Linked DNA regions of Gasterosteus aculeatus: region 2 is linked to region 1. The links are chromatin contacts, called in public Hi-C maps. All regions are on one chromosome and are shown on one strand. Each heading gives the region's core, a stretch centred on a gene start, on an enhancer-like site or on the middle of the called end of the contact. The rest is flanking DNA. Distances are from core to core; before and after follow the strand shown.

Region 1 (5,259 bases), core at 1,150-3,649:
GACATATCCTGACAGTTTTAAAAAGTACACATACTGAGCATTATTTTACATCTGAGAAGGATTCGAGGTCACTATTTGTTACAAATAGTTATCAAAAGAAGCCTTAAGTTTCAATTTTCTGCAAGATGCTTCAACAAGAAAAATGGCTTTCCTGTGTCCAAAGCTTAATTTTATATATACCACTATATAAAAAACAATATTAAAAAAAACACTAAAATATACACCGAGATATTGAAACAAGGGTTCAGGATACAAAAAAAGCATTCAAAATCAAATTCAGTCTAAAATGAAAAACAAATGAAAACAAACAAACTAAAATGGCGTCTCGACGATTCGAAGACAAGATGAAATTCCTCCGGCTTCCTTAGTGCAGTCTAAAAAGAGGTGTTTGGTCAGTCGGGCAAAACCCTAAATGGTCTCAAAAATCCAGGGAGGGAGAGAGAGAACGGGGGGGGGGGGGGGGGATTGGATGTGGGCCTGACGAACTATACAAAGAAACCAAGGCGACAAATAACTTACGGTGACTTGGAGTGTCGGAGTGTCTGGGCGGTGCAGTGGAGGTGCATCGGGACTATTGCGGCAAAGCTGATTGTAAAAAGAGAACTGACGAAACACAGACGACAAATCGATGTTTTTTTTGTTTGTTTTTTTGTTGTCGTTTTTGTTTTTTTTACGGTGAGACAAGGTGGTTGCGTGAGGGTGCTCCAGCTAATCATGATTGTCTTGTTCAGTTCAGTGTCTCTCTGGTGGGCGCCTTCAGGACGGGAGGAGAGTGCAACAAGTGAAGGGTTTTCTGTGGAGGGGGTGGCAATGTGACCGTGTCGAAGGGGTTGGGTGGGGTTCGGAGAGAGACGGGTGGAGGGGGAGTGCGGCCCTCTGGAGAACTGGAGGCCTCAGACGGGAGATTTAAGGGTCTTCGTGGAACCTAGCAGGCCTCCATCTCAAGCAGAGGGCCCGTAGCTGCTGCCTTCGCTTTGCATGTGGAGAAATTGTCCCGTTTTCCTCCTGGGAGGGAAAAGCAGAGCAAAAACAAAGACAAAGTTAAAAAAAAGAAGGAAAGACTTTTAAATCCAAACAAACTATGAAGTCACTGCATCTGTATACCGACAAAAGGAAAAGAATGAGCAGCGCATCGGCGACTCGCACCGAAACACTGGTCCCACGCGCCGCCTCGACTCACACGGGACACGTCGCGACGACTCAGAGTGACTCAGGCTGATCACCTGTCCTCACCGGCCACGCCTTCTATCGGTATCCGCCGTACATCGCCGCAGTGTTACAGCTGACTGAAGGAAAGCCTCTGCAGCTGCGTCGAGCCGAGCTACAGAGGGGTCATAGGTCGGTGACAGGATGTGGGCCGGGCCCAGCTTTGATCCAGTCCAACGCGGGGTCGCCGTGACCCAGCTGGCAGTGCTGCGCTGGTCTTGGCCCCTCCCCCCACCCTGACTGACTCATACCTCCCCTCTCTCGGGGGCGTTTGCCCGATTGTTCTGGCCGACATTGAGGCTGCCGCTCCGGGTGGTCGATGGGAAAGCAAGACGGGGAAGCAACTCTCCACACGGGAGGATGGCTGCGTCGACCCGGTTAAACGAGCACAGTTTTACGGGGGCCGCGTTGGTAATTGGTAACCTGAACCAACGTCGTTCAGGTGCAGATTGTTACCCGACCTGCTCGATCCACTTCACAGGACTCACGCAGAATGGTTTGTCACGCCGCAAAAGTGCTCTTTTCCGCTGTCGTGATGTGAGCTCGGGCTAACATAACAGAGTTAGCTTCAGTTATTGACAAGCCGAGGAGAGGTATTCTAGAGCCGAGCGGCATCAAATGGAATATGTGATCAAAGCAGGCGAGGCAGAGGTGGATGGTTGCCTCCTGCCATGCTTTGTAGAGACGAAAAGGAAAAGGAAAAGCAGCGGAATCTGTTTTGCTTTCCTCTGGTGTCTCTTTGTAGGAGACAAGTCAGCTGATCCTCCACCGCTCGCTGCACCTTAACACCACCCTGCTTCACCACATGTGGATGAGAGGGGACGGGGGAGGAGAGTGACCCGTCAGCAGCACAAAGTGGAGCCTGAGAGGGGGGGGGGAGGGAGAGAGAGAGGGAGGGAGGGGGGGGGCTGTCGCTTTTATTCACCTCCGCCTTTTCATCCCGGGATCTCAAAGCGGACCCGCACGCCCGGGACTGCACCCTGTTTCCTGGGGAGCATTTCCCCCCCCCCCCCTCCTTCCACAGACATGAAAAGCTTTGGCCTTCCTGCCAGGGGAAGAGGCCCGAGGGTCTGCGGGCGAGAAAGTGCACGTGTGTATGTGTGTGTGCGTGTGTGTGTGTATATGTGTGTGCGCACAATTCAAAAAAAAAAAAGGTTGGTGGTAACAGCAGGGATGTGTACTGCGTGGTGGTTGGTTGCGGGGGTTTTGGAGGGGGGCCACCGGGCCAGCTCTTCACAAGGTCCAGCCGACACAAACACTGGGATTCAGGAGCAACTTGACCCCTCCTCCTCCTCCTCCTCCTCCTCCCCTCGACATTAGCACTCAGGAATGCCGCCTAGACTTTTTTTTTTTGCAGGAAATGAAACGCTCCTCTGTTCAGAGAGCTAGCAAAAGTTTAGCCCCCCCCCCACACACAACCCAAACGCCCTTTTTTCTCTCTCTCCTTTTCTGCAGCAGGGGGGGGGGGGTGAGGAGTCGGACCCGCTCCTGCCGAGCTTTTTGAAGTGTGGGAGGTTAAGATAACTGGCACAAGCTCGCGTCTCAATCGCCGCTTTCACCTCCCAGGCCAAAATCAAAGCGGCCGCAGATGAGGCCCGCCTGCCTCGCAGCCCCCCTAACCTCCAAACCCACCGACGCCCCCCCCTCAGCTCGCCCTTTACTCACAGCTCTGGGCTTTCTTTTGGTGCCATTAGAGAGGAAAACACCGCTGACAAATCACTCTAAAAATAAGCGGAGTGGGGAGAGGTGTCTCCAGCAGAGGAGGGCTTTACCGTGGCAGAGACTACAGCCAGTCAGGGAAAAGACTGAGAGACGGACACTTCATTTTGTAGATATGGCCATCCTTTTTTTTAACTTATGACAGTTGGGAGCATGGTGATATCGCAGAAAGAAGTCTGACTGGGCAACAAAAGAAAGTCACAGTCACGTGATTTAACTTTATTTGGAGGGGAGACACAAACTCCTCAACGATTGACGTAACGAGTACAACGTTACCAAAAGGTACAATGCGGTCAGGTCGAGGTTGCGAAAAGGTTCACACTAACTTTTTTAGTATTTTCTAGTATCACTTGTACACCAACAAGGATGAAGTACAATTCACATTGCACCAATACTTTAAGTCTAATTCCTCAATGTGTAACACGCGTGGCAATAAATGGCTTCTGATTCTGACTCTGAGTTGCAACAACCATCACTGATGACCGTCGTGTGTTCGGACGGAACCGGTTCAAATCGGATGGGAATATTAATGATGCCTCCCTTCTTAATCTCAACCTGAGATCCAGGGAACAAGACGTGCCATAACTCCGTTACATCATGCAGCGAGGTCAGCCCAGTCCGGCTCAGACCAGCTCCAGAAAGTATAATTGTCCCCACATTTAGAACAAAGTCTCGTGCGGCGGTTTGTGTTGGCGCGGCCGCGGCCTGGAACACACAGCTGGTTTTGGGGACACGGTTTTCAAGGCAGCCTCCTCTAAATACATCTGTAGCAGCACCGCTTTTAAAGACACAGAGGGGAAGGGGGTGGGGGGGGGGGGGGGGGGGGGGGGGCAGGGAAATAAGTTTAAAAAAAAGTAATAGCACCTGAAAGACAAAGCGATGTTTGAAACAAAACGCTGTGCACTGTCAGCGCATTCCTGTAGCACATAAAAGAAATCGCTTCTTAAACATTTTTTTTAAAGCTGCTATCAAAAGGCAGCTCGGGGGATGTATCTCATACACGGGGTGGGTGGGGGGGGGGGACGGTGCCTGTGTGTTAACGTCTGGAGAGGAGGGAGGGGTGGGGGGTCTGGTTGTGGTCAAAAGGGGGAAAAAGGGGAGGGGGAGTCACCAAAGCCCCAAACCTCAGCCATGCGTGGGTGAGACTGTGGGAGTACAGGATGGTGTGTGAGGAGGGGAGAGGGGGGGGGGTGTTGCCCACATCTGAGGCGGCATCGCTGGGGGCCCGGGCAGCTGAAGTTTGGCTGCGTGCCCTCGAGCGGCTCAGTCTGAGCCGCTGCAGGCCGGGGGATGTCGAGAGATGGTGGTGTGTGCGTGTGTGTGTGTGTGGGGAGGGGGGGGGGGGGGGGGGGGCGCACATTCAAAGAGCCGCCGCAATTGCTGCCGCTTCTGCTGTGGTCTCGCTTCAAAGGCCCCCACCGCCGCTCGTATTCAGCGTCGGGACGGAGGAGCAGGAAAGAAAAGAGATTGTACTGCCGCTGAGGTTTAGCCCCCTTTAACAATTGCCCCAACGAGTCGAGTAAAATAAAAAATAAACACTGCTTCCTGCAGTTCCGCCGTCCTGCTGATGCATTGGGGGGGGGGGGGGGGTTCCTTCGACTCAAAAGATAAGCATTTCCCCAGGGGAGCGTCTGTCAAGGTCACATATCTCACCTCTTTCAAAGCGTTGGGGAGGTTGAGGGGGGGCCGGGGGGCTGATAGGAAGAAGAGAAGACATCACAAAAAGAGACTGGACCCTCATACTGTTACTGCAGCTGACCAAACCTCCACACAACAGGCCCGTAACTCAATCAAAACACGTCTCCAGCCCCAGTCTAAACAATGGGAGCACTGCGGCTGCATGTCTCACGTGTAAACAAAGACCTTTAAGAGGGTTGTCCCCCCCCTCTTCCCCAAGTGTCACGTAAGGTTTGCCGGGATAATAAAACCATGTCGGTGTACAAGATTTGTGCTTCTAAGCTAAAACCACATGCTTGAATTACATGAAGCTTGACGTGCTGCCACCCTCTGGAAGTCCACACAAGTGCTGAGAGGGTCATTTCACTTCACAGAGCGGCCTTTGTGGAGGTCAGGGGGAGGGAGGCGAGAGAACGGGAGGACTGCGGGGGTCAATATTTCCCACCCACGGAAACATTAGCCGGGTGGGGTGCGGGCTGGATTGCTCTGATTTAAGCCTAAATTCCCCCCCGCCTACCACACATATTTCTTCATGTGTGTGAAAAAGCGCAGTTTGGGAAAAACATCCTCCCGTCTCCTGTGCCCTTGTGCTCAAAGCGAGACCCACAGTCTGTTTTGCAATCCGGATTCCTTTCCCAATTATCCCGGGTCACTAAT
Region 2 (5,868 bases), core at 237-2,736, 58 kb after region 1:
TAGTCTCCCCGGCAGAGAGGCCTCCATCTATTCATCAGCGCCAATGTTGGCAGAGCAGTTTGCATCTTGGTTGTCCGTGACAGGGCCCGCCTGCTTCTCCGAGATTTATTCTTCCCCCATGATGTTCAGCCTCTAATTATTTTCCTGTTTGCTTCAATACACGGGCACACAGGCAGCCTATGAGCATAAAAACAACGGGGCAGATCGAGATTAATAAAAAAAATAGAGTGGTGAGTTGTGGCCTTGGCATCCATGTCGGTCCAAATAAAATGTTATGTATTGTATTATGTCCTATTAGGCATGTGCATGATATTGTCATAACAACTCTTGACCTTTGACCACCACAGCCGCCTCCTGCAGCCGGACACACGTCACCTCGCAGAGGCGCGACAGTGGCACAACGGCCGCCGCCGAAGCTCGCGCTGACAGGAATACGAGAAAAACAGGCGAACAACACCCACCGCGTTCAAAGATCCGCCCATCTAACGCTGGATAATTAGAGACCCCAAAATTCCTTGGTCAGCCTTTCAAAGCCGCGACGCTGCGGTAATTTACTTGATTGGAATACAATTTTGAGGTTCAATTAATTCCGAGCCGATTTAGGAATACATTACAGGGAGACTGATTTATTTAGGTTAAGCTCCCATCGGTGCGGAGCAAGAAGGCTTCAACAGAATGATGTTTCGTGGCGCAGAAGTGAAAAATATTCAAGCCTCTTGAAAAGGCGTTAAAGGAGCATGAAAAGGAGCCAAGGGTGATACTATACCCCGACAACATTTGGTTAATTGGAGATTGGTCACGGGCTGTAATATTTGACTGTAATCTGAAAGGCCTGTGAAAGCACGAGTGTGCAGCGAGAGAGGGAGAGAGATCAGCACAAGCTGTGAGGAGCAGCCAGTGATAAGATTAAACCCATTCACATCCCATAATGAAAAATCAGCAGCACCGGCTCCCTCTTTTTTTTTTTTGCCGGCCTCATTTCCCACACCGTCACTCCTTTGGGTTGTTTTTCGCGTCGATGACTAAAGAAGAGGCGCCACAACAACGCGTTACACGCCTGTGCGCTGGCACGTGGCGCGGCGGCGCACATTCAATATGGTGTCGAAACGCTGGGAGGAATCGAGAGGTGGAGAAATAACAGCGTAAATATCAGCCTGTTCCTCCGCGTAACCAAACTGACTCATTATGAACTTCAAAGACACAGATAGGAGTTTTAATTAAGAGAAATGCTGCGGAGCAGTGGAGATAAGTAACAGGCCCCCCCCTCCCCCACCTCCCCCGCCTCCCCACATCTCCACCCCTCGGTGCTCAGACAACATCATTAGGCCGGTACAGAGGCTGGTGGTGCGCAGCAGCCAACCCGTCGCCAAAGCCAAACGCGCCGCGTGGCCCCGCCGCGGTAATCCTCCCGTCACAGGTCCTTTGTAGTGATGCGGAGTGACACTGTGCGCGTTCTGCTCCGCGCGCGCAAAAACGTGAACGCGGGATTATCTGGCGGCAGCAGCTGCCGGTGGGCCGCGTTCCGTACGGGGAGCGGGGGCCGAGGGGCCCGCGGGAGGAGCCTCCTTTTTGCTTCCGGTGCTGGTTTGTGTGGCTCAATCCGTAATGCCGACCTTTCACCGCAGAGGGGTGTTGAGGTCAGACCGCTGGATTATCTGCCGGTTGATAGTGGGATTCTAGTGTCAGTTGTCATGTCATGTCATGATGCAACGTGAAGCCAGAGCTGTAGAGATTATTGTATTGAAAGAAAAATCTGTTGTGAAAAGAGTTTGAAAATCTCTTGTTTCAGCTTGTTTTTCTGGATTCCATTGTCTTAGAAACCATAATGTCTTTGCGTTTTGAATAAGGCTGCAACTATTGATTATTTTCATTATCTATTCATCCGTCATTTATCTGACAAAATCAGAATGTCACATTTCTCCAACAACCACTCCAGAATCCAGTAATATAATTAGCTAAAGTCCTATTCCTAGAAAAGTCCATTGTGGGGAGCATTTGTTTTTTTGGGAGAATAACACTCAATAAACAAATAGCTGACAAAGTTGTTGTAGATATATTTTCTGGTAATCAACAAATAGATTAATTGACTATTTGTTGCAGCTCAAACAAACTGGAGCAGTTGTTCCTTGGGGGCTTGAGATCTTATTCTAGCTTCCTACATTTATCAAATAACGATTTTGTTCTGAAGCCTCGTCAACTCTGAATGTGAGTGTAATGTGCAATCTTTGCATCTTTGCATCGTTGTACTTCACTGCTGATGTTTAAAAACACGTGCCTCCATGTGCCTCCGCTCCTGGTGATTCCGATGCTGTCAGACCCTGGGAAGAAAAAGCAGCTGAGACACTATCAAAAAAGCTCTTTTTAAACCCATCAGATAATGTCAAAATGCATCGTCATCAAAGCAAAAACCACGCTGTTTGACGTAGATCCCAAAGTCGCGCTTCGGAGAGAGGCAAAGTTTTCACATTACAATAACGTCTTCATTAAATTTCACAAGGAGGTCAGACAAAAGCCGAATAAAAAGCTTCAAGAGAGGAAGACGCTGACGAGGAATCAAACATGTTGTGACATAAATGCGACTTAAATAGCATTTCCTTCGCTCAATTAGCCGACGATCACACCGATTGTTACATCACACCGTCCCTCCCCCTGCCAAGCCAGGTGAGCTGCGCCGCCGCTCGCGTCTCAGGTGGATCCCCCTCCCCTCCCGCCTGAGTGGGCCTGGGTGAGCTCCCCCAGAACGCCCCCACACGCCCCCGGGGGGGCCGCTGCGCGGCGTAGATCAGTAGCAGCAGAGAGAAACCTGCCCCCTCTGGGGGGGAGGCCTGATGTCGGAGAGATTAATTGCAGACTACGGAGCTGCTGCATGCTGGGAGCGCACATCGCTTGCAGGCTCAAATATATTCATCTGCTTACACACACACACACACACAAACACACACAGTCCGCCTCTCCCCCTTCACAGGCGGGATCCATCAGCATGTTGAATCCAAGATGAATATCACCCCCGAGGTGCTGCTCCTTTGTCTCCAGGTAGCGCTGCCTGGCGTTCTGCCCACCGCCTCCCGCTTTCATGTGGCCAAGGGAATTATCCCTCCTTTGGTGTGTGTGTGTGTGTGTGTGTGTGTGTGTGTGCAAGTGATGGTGTGTGTGCTTTGCACTGGAGTGCGACGCCTTCCCAGGTCCTCTCTTTCATATCGGTTTTCTGTCCTGGCAACGGGCCAGCCAGCCGAACTCACAGGTGGCTGGCTCGTTTTACCGGAGGCCCTCGAGCAAGGCAGCGCTGTGGCTGCCGCCGCGGCCCAGCCGACGATTACACAGAGAACAGCCAGAGGAGGGACACTGTTCTCAGGCGGCTGCGCTGTAGTTAGCGGTGGAGGGTTAGGAAGTGGTTTGCTGTGTGTGTGTGTGTGTGCGTGTGGGTACAAGTACAGTAAATCACTGAGGCTTTTTTTCATGCGCACAACGAGGCCCCTGAATCTCAAAGAGTTTTCCTGCACGCTCATATGTGGCTGTGTGTGTTTGCGTCGCCCCCATGTTTAGTTTTATTTGTACAAGGAGAAAAATTGAAGGTACAAACCCACAGTTTGTGCTGCTTATTTTGGGGAAACATAACAACTGGTATTTCCCACTCTTCAAAGAAAGCTGTATAATACTTGGTTTTGCTCTCTTCTGACGTGCTTTGCGGAGATCCCCGCTGAGAATCCAGCTTAAACGCTTTTCCATCCCGCAAACTCCTCTCTGAGCACAGCGGCCGACTGAACCTTGAAGGTGGATCTAGAGACTGAGCTAACTTTTCACAACAAAGATCATCGGGGGCTTTGGTAGTGCCATTAGGTGTGAGTGTGTGTGTATTGGGGGAAGGGGGGGCTTTGCTGCTATCTTTGGGCCTCTACAAGTCTGGCTCTGTGTGTGTTTGTGCGTGTTGTGTGCTGTGTGTGCGCGCAGTGGCTGCCGTCCCACCTCTTCGGTTAATCACTCTATAAAGTGATTAAGACATTTTGCCAAATAGAAAAAAAGAAAGAAAAAAAGAGAAATCTCATCATATCAAGAGTAAATTATTTTGGTGAGCCTTTGCAAGTTAACTGATGTCAAATTCAGGGTTTCCTGGCAGTGAGTGTGTCTTTACTGGAATCAAGCAAAACCCATCCTCATAGAAGGCGTCAAGAAAATCCGTACCTGAAAGCCACTGGTTCCTTGCACTCTGTGTGTGTGTGTGTGTGTGTGTGTGTGTGTAACCTCTGCCCTGATGAGCCGGTCCCAAAGCAGTGCTGGTATGTTTTCTGCTGCAGCAGAATGGGCCTGCAGAGCAGCAGCAGGTGGCCTCCACCTCTGTAGTGACTCCAGCTGGCTCCCGCTTGTTGATACTGGGCTGCAGGATGCAGCGTGAAGTTTTAAGTGTGTCTGAGTGCTGGTTTGGCCTTTCCACCCTAAGCACACTCACTGTAGTGCTAAAAGTGGGAGGGAAAAGTGGTCACATTTGGAGGCACTACGCCTGAGTTTTATCTTTTACTCCATTGCCCTCTTAAGGGACATGTAAAAAACACTATGGACAATATGTTTTACATAAAGTGAATATGGTTATCTCATAGTATATGATCATTGTTATAGTTTGAAAGTCCAGTGTAAAACAGGTCGATCATCTACAATTGTTAATGCATCAGTAAAGTCAGTAATAACATGTAACATAATATACAAAGGGGAACAATTCTGCATAGTGAATCATTTTGCTTTCAATATTACGGATTTACTTTGTTGATGCTATTGAGGTACTTTACTTCAATGTTTGAATGAAGGACTTTAGTTGTATTGATACACAATTAATCAATTTTGTAAAAGGAAAAGATACCTTTTTTATGATCTGAAAATGTATGTTATGAAAACACCCCAAACATCTCTTAACACAAGTGAGGTATATTTTCAAGGCATATAATGAGAAAATAAACCCATTTAGGCTCAATCTTATAGCCATTCAAGAGAAACTGCCAAATAATGCAACCAAAAACACTACACCTACACCGTGATAGTTTCATTTAAAGAAAAAAAATCAATTTTTAGATTCTGTTGTATCACATAGGATACCAAAAGCTGGAAGCCTCATCACTTTAGTGCCCGAAAGTCAATATTTCTTCCAAAATAGAAATCCATTCTCCCCCCACCCCCCTCCGCTCCCTTTGATGTGAGGGTGTCTGGGTCTTACATCAGACGTCAGGGTCAAAGCCTGAAAAGGCAAGTCAATTTGCAGACGGACATCAGAGGACTAGGCTTCTCCTGCTCAGGTGCAGCGCCGAGAGAGCCGGGCGCCGCCGCCGCCGCCGCCGCCGCTCCACAAACCTCGTCATCTGTCAAATCGGAACGGAACAGGCAGCCCGGACAGCTCGGCTAAAGCAGTTCCATTGTTACACCCATCGATTTACGAGCCAGGGTGCAAACAGTTGAGCTGCGGGGTCCCGGGAAGCGTGGGCCGACTGCGGCGTTGTCTTGTCGGCAGGCGGCCCCGTAAAAAGGTTTGCATTTCGGCACATCAAAGCGCCATGAGAGCGGCGTGCTCCAACAGCCAGTAAACTGCTTTATGGTATTGCCAATTTGCCCCGTGCGCCTTTATCTCCACGGCTCTTAAATACCACTCATTCACAGAGGCATCAGAGGGATGTGATGGGAAGCGAGTGGCTCGCTGTAGCAACAGTTGGTCCGGAGTGGCGGATTTCGAACTTGATGTAGCGCAAGGTGCATTATGCAAACAAAGCAAACCTTGTTTACAGGCCCGCGGGTATATTGGAATTTGAGTTTGACCGAAGTCAAGATTGAACTTTTCTGCTTTGATCTGCATGAGGAGTATTCAAACTAGTGTAAGCAGAAAGAAATACA

What was found. Hi-C and Micro-C count contacts between places; a contact is called where the count stands out from the background.
Region 2: a Hi-C map of skeletal muscle shows a contact between it and region 1, with 4 times the contacts expected there. The contact joins two enhancer-like sites. A contact is called at or near these places in 3 of 6 Hi-C or Micro-C datasets (skeletal muscle and tail fin).

What each region holds. Positions count from the first base shown.
Region 1 is chr9:15,635,147-15,640,405 of fGasAcu3.hap1.1, forward strand. It overlaps lef1 (lymphoid enhancer-binding factor 1), which reads right to left. Exons shown (of 11, transcript XM_040187550.2): 11 at 1-1,005. Among protein-coding and RNA genes, the nearest start is that of hadh, 9.0 kb to the left of the region's middle. Within about 2 kb of position 2,400, at least 2 of the 9 cell types and tissues checked have open chromatin away from gene starts, as enhancers often do.
Region 2 is chr9:15,694,400-15,700,267 of fGasAcu3.hap1.1, forward strand. No RefSeq gene overlaps it. Among protein-coding and RNA genes, the nearest start is that of LOC120824925, 18 kb to the right of the region's middle. Within about 2 kb of position 1,487, at least 2 of the 9 cell types and tissues checked have open chromatin away from gene starts, as enhancers often do.